Linked DNA regions of Sus scrofa: region 1 is linked to region 2. A link is a contact called in public Hi-C data. All regions are on one chromosome and are shown on one strand. The core of a region is the stretch at or near the end of the contact, and the rest is flanking DNA. Distances in the headings are between cores, read along the strand shown.

Evidence for each region. A called contact is a pair of places that touch in the nucleus more often than the background predicts.
Region 1: a Hi-C map of alveolar macrophages shows a contact between it and region 2, with 2.1 times the contacts expected there. The contact joins two enhancer-like sites. A contact is called at or near these places in 8 of 47 Hi-C or Micro-C datasets (alveolar macrophages, embryonic fibroblasts, epiblast stem cells and 3 more) and 1 of 2 datasets of contacts at active chromatin or transcription factors (alveolar macrophages).

Annotation. Positions count from the first base shown.
Region 1 is chr1:137,077,833-137,080,532 of Sscrofa11.1, forward strand. All of the region lies in intron 4 of FMN1 (formin-1), which reads right to left. Among named protein-coding and RNA genes, the nearest start is that of FMN1, 84 kb to the right of the region's middle. Within about 2 kb of position 1,284, at least 3 of the 83 cell types and tissues checked have an H3K27ac peak or open chromatin away from gene starts, as enhancers often do. A contact at or near this core is called in alveolar macrophages, where this site is marked.
Region 2 is chr1:136,961,788-136,964,487 of Sscrofa11.1, forward strand. All of the region lies in intron 6 of FMN1 (formin-1), which reads right to left. Among named protein-coding and RNA genes, the nearest start is that of FMN1, 200 kb to the right of the region's middle. Within about 2 kb of position 1,359, at least 5 of the 83 cell types and tissues checked have an H3K27ac peak or open chromatin away from gene starts, as enhancers often do. A contact at or near this core is called in alveolar macrophages, where this site is marked.

The DNA of each region.
Region 1 (2,700 bases), core at 34-2,533, 120 kb after region 2:
GAATGGAGTGCACAATGCCAAGTGCCTATGTCAGGAAATACCCATATCAGACACAGCCCCATGTGAGCTTCATACCAGTAGATGATAATATCACTGCAGGCCACCTCCTCGAGGCAACTGCTTGAGCATCAGAAGGACAGGCCATTAAGAAATCCATGAGGTTGGCAGGTCAGAGCATGAAAAAGTGGGGAAAATAGAGCCAACATTCATCAGGTAAATACCCCCAGGAGGTCATCCAGCCTCAAGTGACAGAAACACCTTCTGGGGACACTAGGTGTTATTTAAATAGATGCAAGAAAGATACTGATCTGCTCAGATGTAGCATGTTATCAAGATCTTCCCAGGCCTCCTAGACTTTCTCTAAGCAGAGAGAAAGAATGGAGGTAAGGACGCCCAGGTCCTTGGAAGTGCCCTGAGATGAACTCTGCCACCCAGGGCAATTGTTCAGGCAAGGCAGGCAAAGACCTGAAATAATATTTTCCACAACTGTGTCTGTGGGAAGAAGAAGGAAGTCTAAAGTTTTCTTTTTCTTCCTTTTTTCACGCCTACCACTAACTCTCTAGCTCCCAGACTTGTCCCTCCTTCCTTCTCTTCCTCTCCCTCCCTCTTTCTTTCCTTGTTTCAATTCTGATGGTCCAAAACATTAGCCACTGACTATTTTCAATAACACAACACTTCTCCAGAGTCACTCCACCTATACCCTCTACAGGAGAAGTGGGTATCTCATCTTTTTCTTGAGATTGCATCTCGATCCACTGTGGTCTACCATCTTAACTAAAGATGAAAGAATCCGTTGGTCTTTCTAGGACCTCAGCACATAGACTTCAGGTGTGAAGAGGCTGCCTGTGTGCAAATGGATATTCAAAGATCTTCTCTCTCTCTCCCTAAGGCAGCCTTCATTATGTCCTTTGGAACAGGGGCCATAGATCAGGACTGGCATGACATTATGCATATATTACACCAACGGTACTCATCGCAGCTAAGAGCAGAGGATAAAATTGCAACGGGAACATCCAAACTTTCAGCTTCTCAGTGTATCATCAGTAGATGATAATATCACTGCAGGCCACCTCCTTGAGTATCAGTTGGTATGGCATTAACCTATAAAGAATTTCTGGGACCCTGGCAATCTATTTTCTAGGGATACTTTGATTTCCTTTGCTAATTCCAAGTAGCACAGCTTCCACTGAGGTCTCCAGTTACTCCCACGTGGTGCCTGGCCCAGACCTGCATTTCTTTCACTCCACCTCTAGGTGTCTCCACTCTAATCCAACCCTAAGGAGCCCGGGCAGGGACTCAGTCTGTGAGTACACACACCCCTCTAGTGGACAAAACACAAAGACACATACACAGCTGGGAAAGGACCACAGAATTCTCCATCAGGAACACCTCATTCACTGCTCTCACTCCGTCTGTACAAGACAAAGATATGCCATGGACCAACAGAATCACAGTGAGAACTGGAGGTAGAGGTTTCATCACGACTATTTTTTCTTCAATAGTGTGACTCAGAAGAAAGGAGGGCTATATGACTGAGTTCACAGGCATCTAGGTTCAGAGTTAAAACCTCTCCAAGGTGCACCCATCGATGAGGTTGCAAGGGTTGGGTGAAAGAGCCCTGGGTTGGGCATCAGAGGATCTGGTCTCTAGTTTCCATCCCAACATTTATAACCTCTGTGATTCTACACAGTTCGCTTAAAAGTCACTGGGCTTCCCTGTCCTTGTGTGCAGAGTGAAAGAGTTAGATGATCTCTAAGGGAGCAGTTTGCAACATGAACCTACAAGGTCTATGATTGTACATGAGCAGTTGAAAGAGCACAAACAGGATGACAGCATTGTAGGAGAAAGCATATAAACAGGAAAGCTGGGGACCTGGTTCTAATCTTGGCTCTGGTAGCAACGACCTACTTGGCCTTGGGAAAAAAGTCGCTTCATCTCTCTGGAACTCTGTTTTCATCTGGAACAGAAATGAAGCCAGGTGATCTAGGTAGGAACATTATAGCTTCCCAACCCCTAGGTTTCTACAATTATGCGTAATGATAACTGCACACACAGATGTTTTCTTCAAAGGATCCTGAAGTCACAGGGGCATGTTTATATATCTATGGACAAAGTAGGGAGCCATTAACCTTTCTACTTATTCTACTTTCTTATTATTCTATAATAAGCATAACTAAGGATAAATACATCAAACTCATTGCTTAGAGTTCAGAAGAGCTCAAGCAGATGTGCCTCCTTCCAACCGCGCAGTGGACATTTGTCCAAGGCACCATCAAAACACAAAGCTTTTGTAAGCCAAGCTACAAAATGTCCAGGAATCCATTGCTTTCTATGAATTAATAAGGATACATAATAAATTATCACATTAGATCACTAATTCTACTCATTTTAAAGGGTTATAGGAATTGACATAAAGAGATGAGTTCCCCTGCGGCACAGTTCGTTAAGGATCCAGTACTGTCACTACAGCAGCTTGGCTCACTGCTGTGGTGTAGGTTCAGTCCTTGGCCTAGGAACTTCCACATGCTGCAGGCATGGCAAAAGAAAAAAAAGAAAGAGAGAGAGAAATCTAACAAAACAATGGCAAGGATGCCACTGGGTGGCCTAAGGATGGCTCTGGAAGCAGTGAGAAAGGGCGGTACTGAGTTAATAGTTTCAGTCCACCTCATTCCAAACCATGCAATAAACAACAATCTAAAT
Region 2 (2,700 bases), core at 109-2,608:
ATACTCTATTCTATGTCAATAAAGAGCTAAATTGTAAAAAACAAAACTCTTTTATAGTATTTTATAGGATAACATAGCATACTATTTTTATAACTTTGGGGTAGGAAAGAATTTAAAATTCAAAAAAGCACTATGATTAAAGAAAAATCTAATACATTTGACTATATTGAAATTGAGAACTTCTCATCAAAATATGCCATAGCAAGAGAGAAAAGATTAGCCAGAGTGGGAGAATATACTTGAAACAAATAAAGATTAAAAATACACATATATATGAATAGGTCCTAAAAACTACAGAAAATGAAAAACAGGAAAAAATGTCAATAGGCACTCTAAAAAGAGGACATGTAAGTAACATATACATTGAACAGTGTTCAGTCCAGTTAGTAATCAAGAATAACATTGGACGAAAACATTGGTGAAGATGTGGAGAATGGAAATTCTTATACACTTGGCAGGAGTACAAATTGGTACAGTCACTATGGAAAACATTTGATGTTTTCTAATAAAGTTGAAGATGTTCATACCTCCTCACCTAGCAATTCTAGTCCTAAGTACACAAATGAAAAAACTCCACAGGAAAGCAAATAAATTAACAAAAGTTAGGATAAAAATGGCATCAGAAGAAGAGGAATTGAGTTGGGTTAGGATGGAGCAAAAAGATGTTCAACGAAAAACTATTCTTTAACCTCTATGTGTTATATACCATTTTCTTTACATATACCTAACATTAAAATATAAAGAAAAAGGTTGCTCTGGTTGTATTTGTTTTCTCATATATCTTATAAAGAATATCATATAGGCATAAGAGAGTCTCTAGATGGATCAAATAAGAATAAAACAACTTAGTAAGTGTGAATCCTGTACAAATGTTGAGTCCTGACCTACATGATCATCAGTATCCAAGCCTTAATAAATTCCAAGCCTCTACAAAGTAGGCAAAGGGAGCTTAGCTAAACCAACCTTCTTGCCAAACCAATGCCCCTTGGGAATAATGTCTACATCCTATATAGAAATCACATAGAATATATTTTGAAATAATTCATTTTGTGTCAACTGTACCTGTGAGGGTGTGACAGACATAGTTATGACTAATTGACGGACTGATGAAGATCAAGTGCGAAGCTAACACCCAGTAAACCTTGATTCATCTCCTCTTTAAACAAGCATTTCTGCCAACAGTCTCCGTGTGACAGATGGCAAGTAAACACACCCCCATTCCTAACCAGAAAGACAAAATATAATCTCCAGGCAGCACGCGGGAGGAGAAGGAAGTTGACGCCCTCACTAGTAGAATATTCACTGGGAGGGTTCCTATGACAATGGTGAGCCAATACAAAGGTTACAGAATAATGAATCAGAGTTAGCTGATGGTTTTCCATTGTGTCCTGTTAGTGGCAGTCCTGACTTCCACATTTGGGGGGTTCACTGGAGAGGACCAATGGACATCCTCCTATTACTCAGGGATGATGATGGGAGGGCAGAGGTTCCCATGCAACACAAAGGATGTTTTTGTTTCCTAAAAGGAGAACTTGACCCTGATATTCACATATTCTATGAATATGTGAAAAGAAAGAATGGCAATTTTGACTATCAGAGCTTGAATAGGGCAGAGCTCTTTGAAGCCTCATCTGCCCCAACGGAAATTAACAAATGGATTCAAATAATCTGGCCCACAAAAAAGAAGTCTGAAGAATGTCTTTTAAAAAAATAATACATGGGGAGTTCCCGCTACGGTGCAGTGAGTTAAGAATCTGACTGTAGCAGCTCAGGTTGCTGCAGAGGCACAGGGGTTCAATCCCCAGCCCAGAGCACTGGGTTAAAGGATCCAGTGTTGCTGCTGCTGTGGCACGGATTCAGTCTCTGGCCTAGGAACATCTATATGCTGTGAGTACGGCCATAAAATAATAACAACACATGATATGGAAAGACAGGAAAAGGGGAGTTCCCCGTGTGGCTCAGTGGGTTACAATGCATACCCAACTAGTATCCATGAGGATGCAGGTTCGATCCCTTGCCTTGTTCATTGGGTTAAGGACCCAGCATTGCCATGAGCTGTGGTGTAGGTCACAGATGCAGCTTGGATCCCACCCTGCTGTGGCTGTGGTGTAGGCTGGCAGGTGCAATTCTACCTGCAGCCTGGGAGTTTCCATATGCTGCAGGTATGGCCCTATAAAGCAAGAAAGCAAGGAAGGATGGAAGAAAGAAAAGAAAGAAAGAGAAGAAAAGAAAGAAAAAGAAAGAAAGAAAGGATAGGAAAGGAAGGAAGAAAAGAGAAAAGAAAAGAAAAGAAAGAAGGAAGGAAAAGAAAAAAGGATCCTGACTGGCAGGATTCAACATTTTGGGGGAAAATAAGAATTTCCCTCATAAAAATGTAGCTCTTTCTAATCAAGTACTTGATCTAATTGGTAGTGACCCCTTTTACTGTGCAAACCTTTCTTTTTGATCAGCTCATAACAACAAAGCGTCCTTACTGCCAAGTATCATTACAGGGTTGTGTTCTCCAACTCACCACGAACAAGTTTAATGATCTCTCTAAAGGTGGAAGTACAAGGTAACCACAGATGCAGCTTATCGCTGACTGGTTGAGCTTATCTTAATTACATATGCACACAGGTAACATGTGTGAACTGTTCTAAGGACTCTCCACACGCCACCCTCACATCACATCTAAATCCATCATATTGCGGCCCCTTTTAC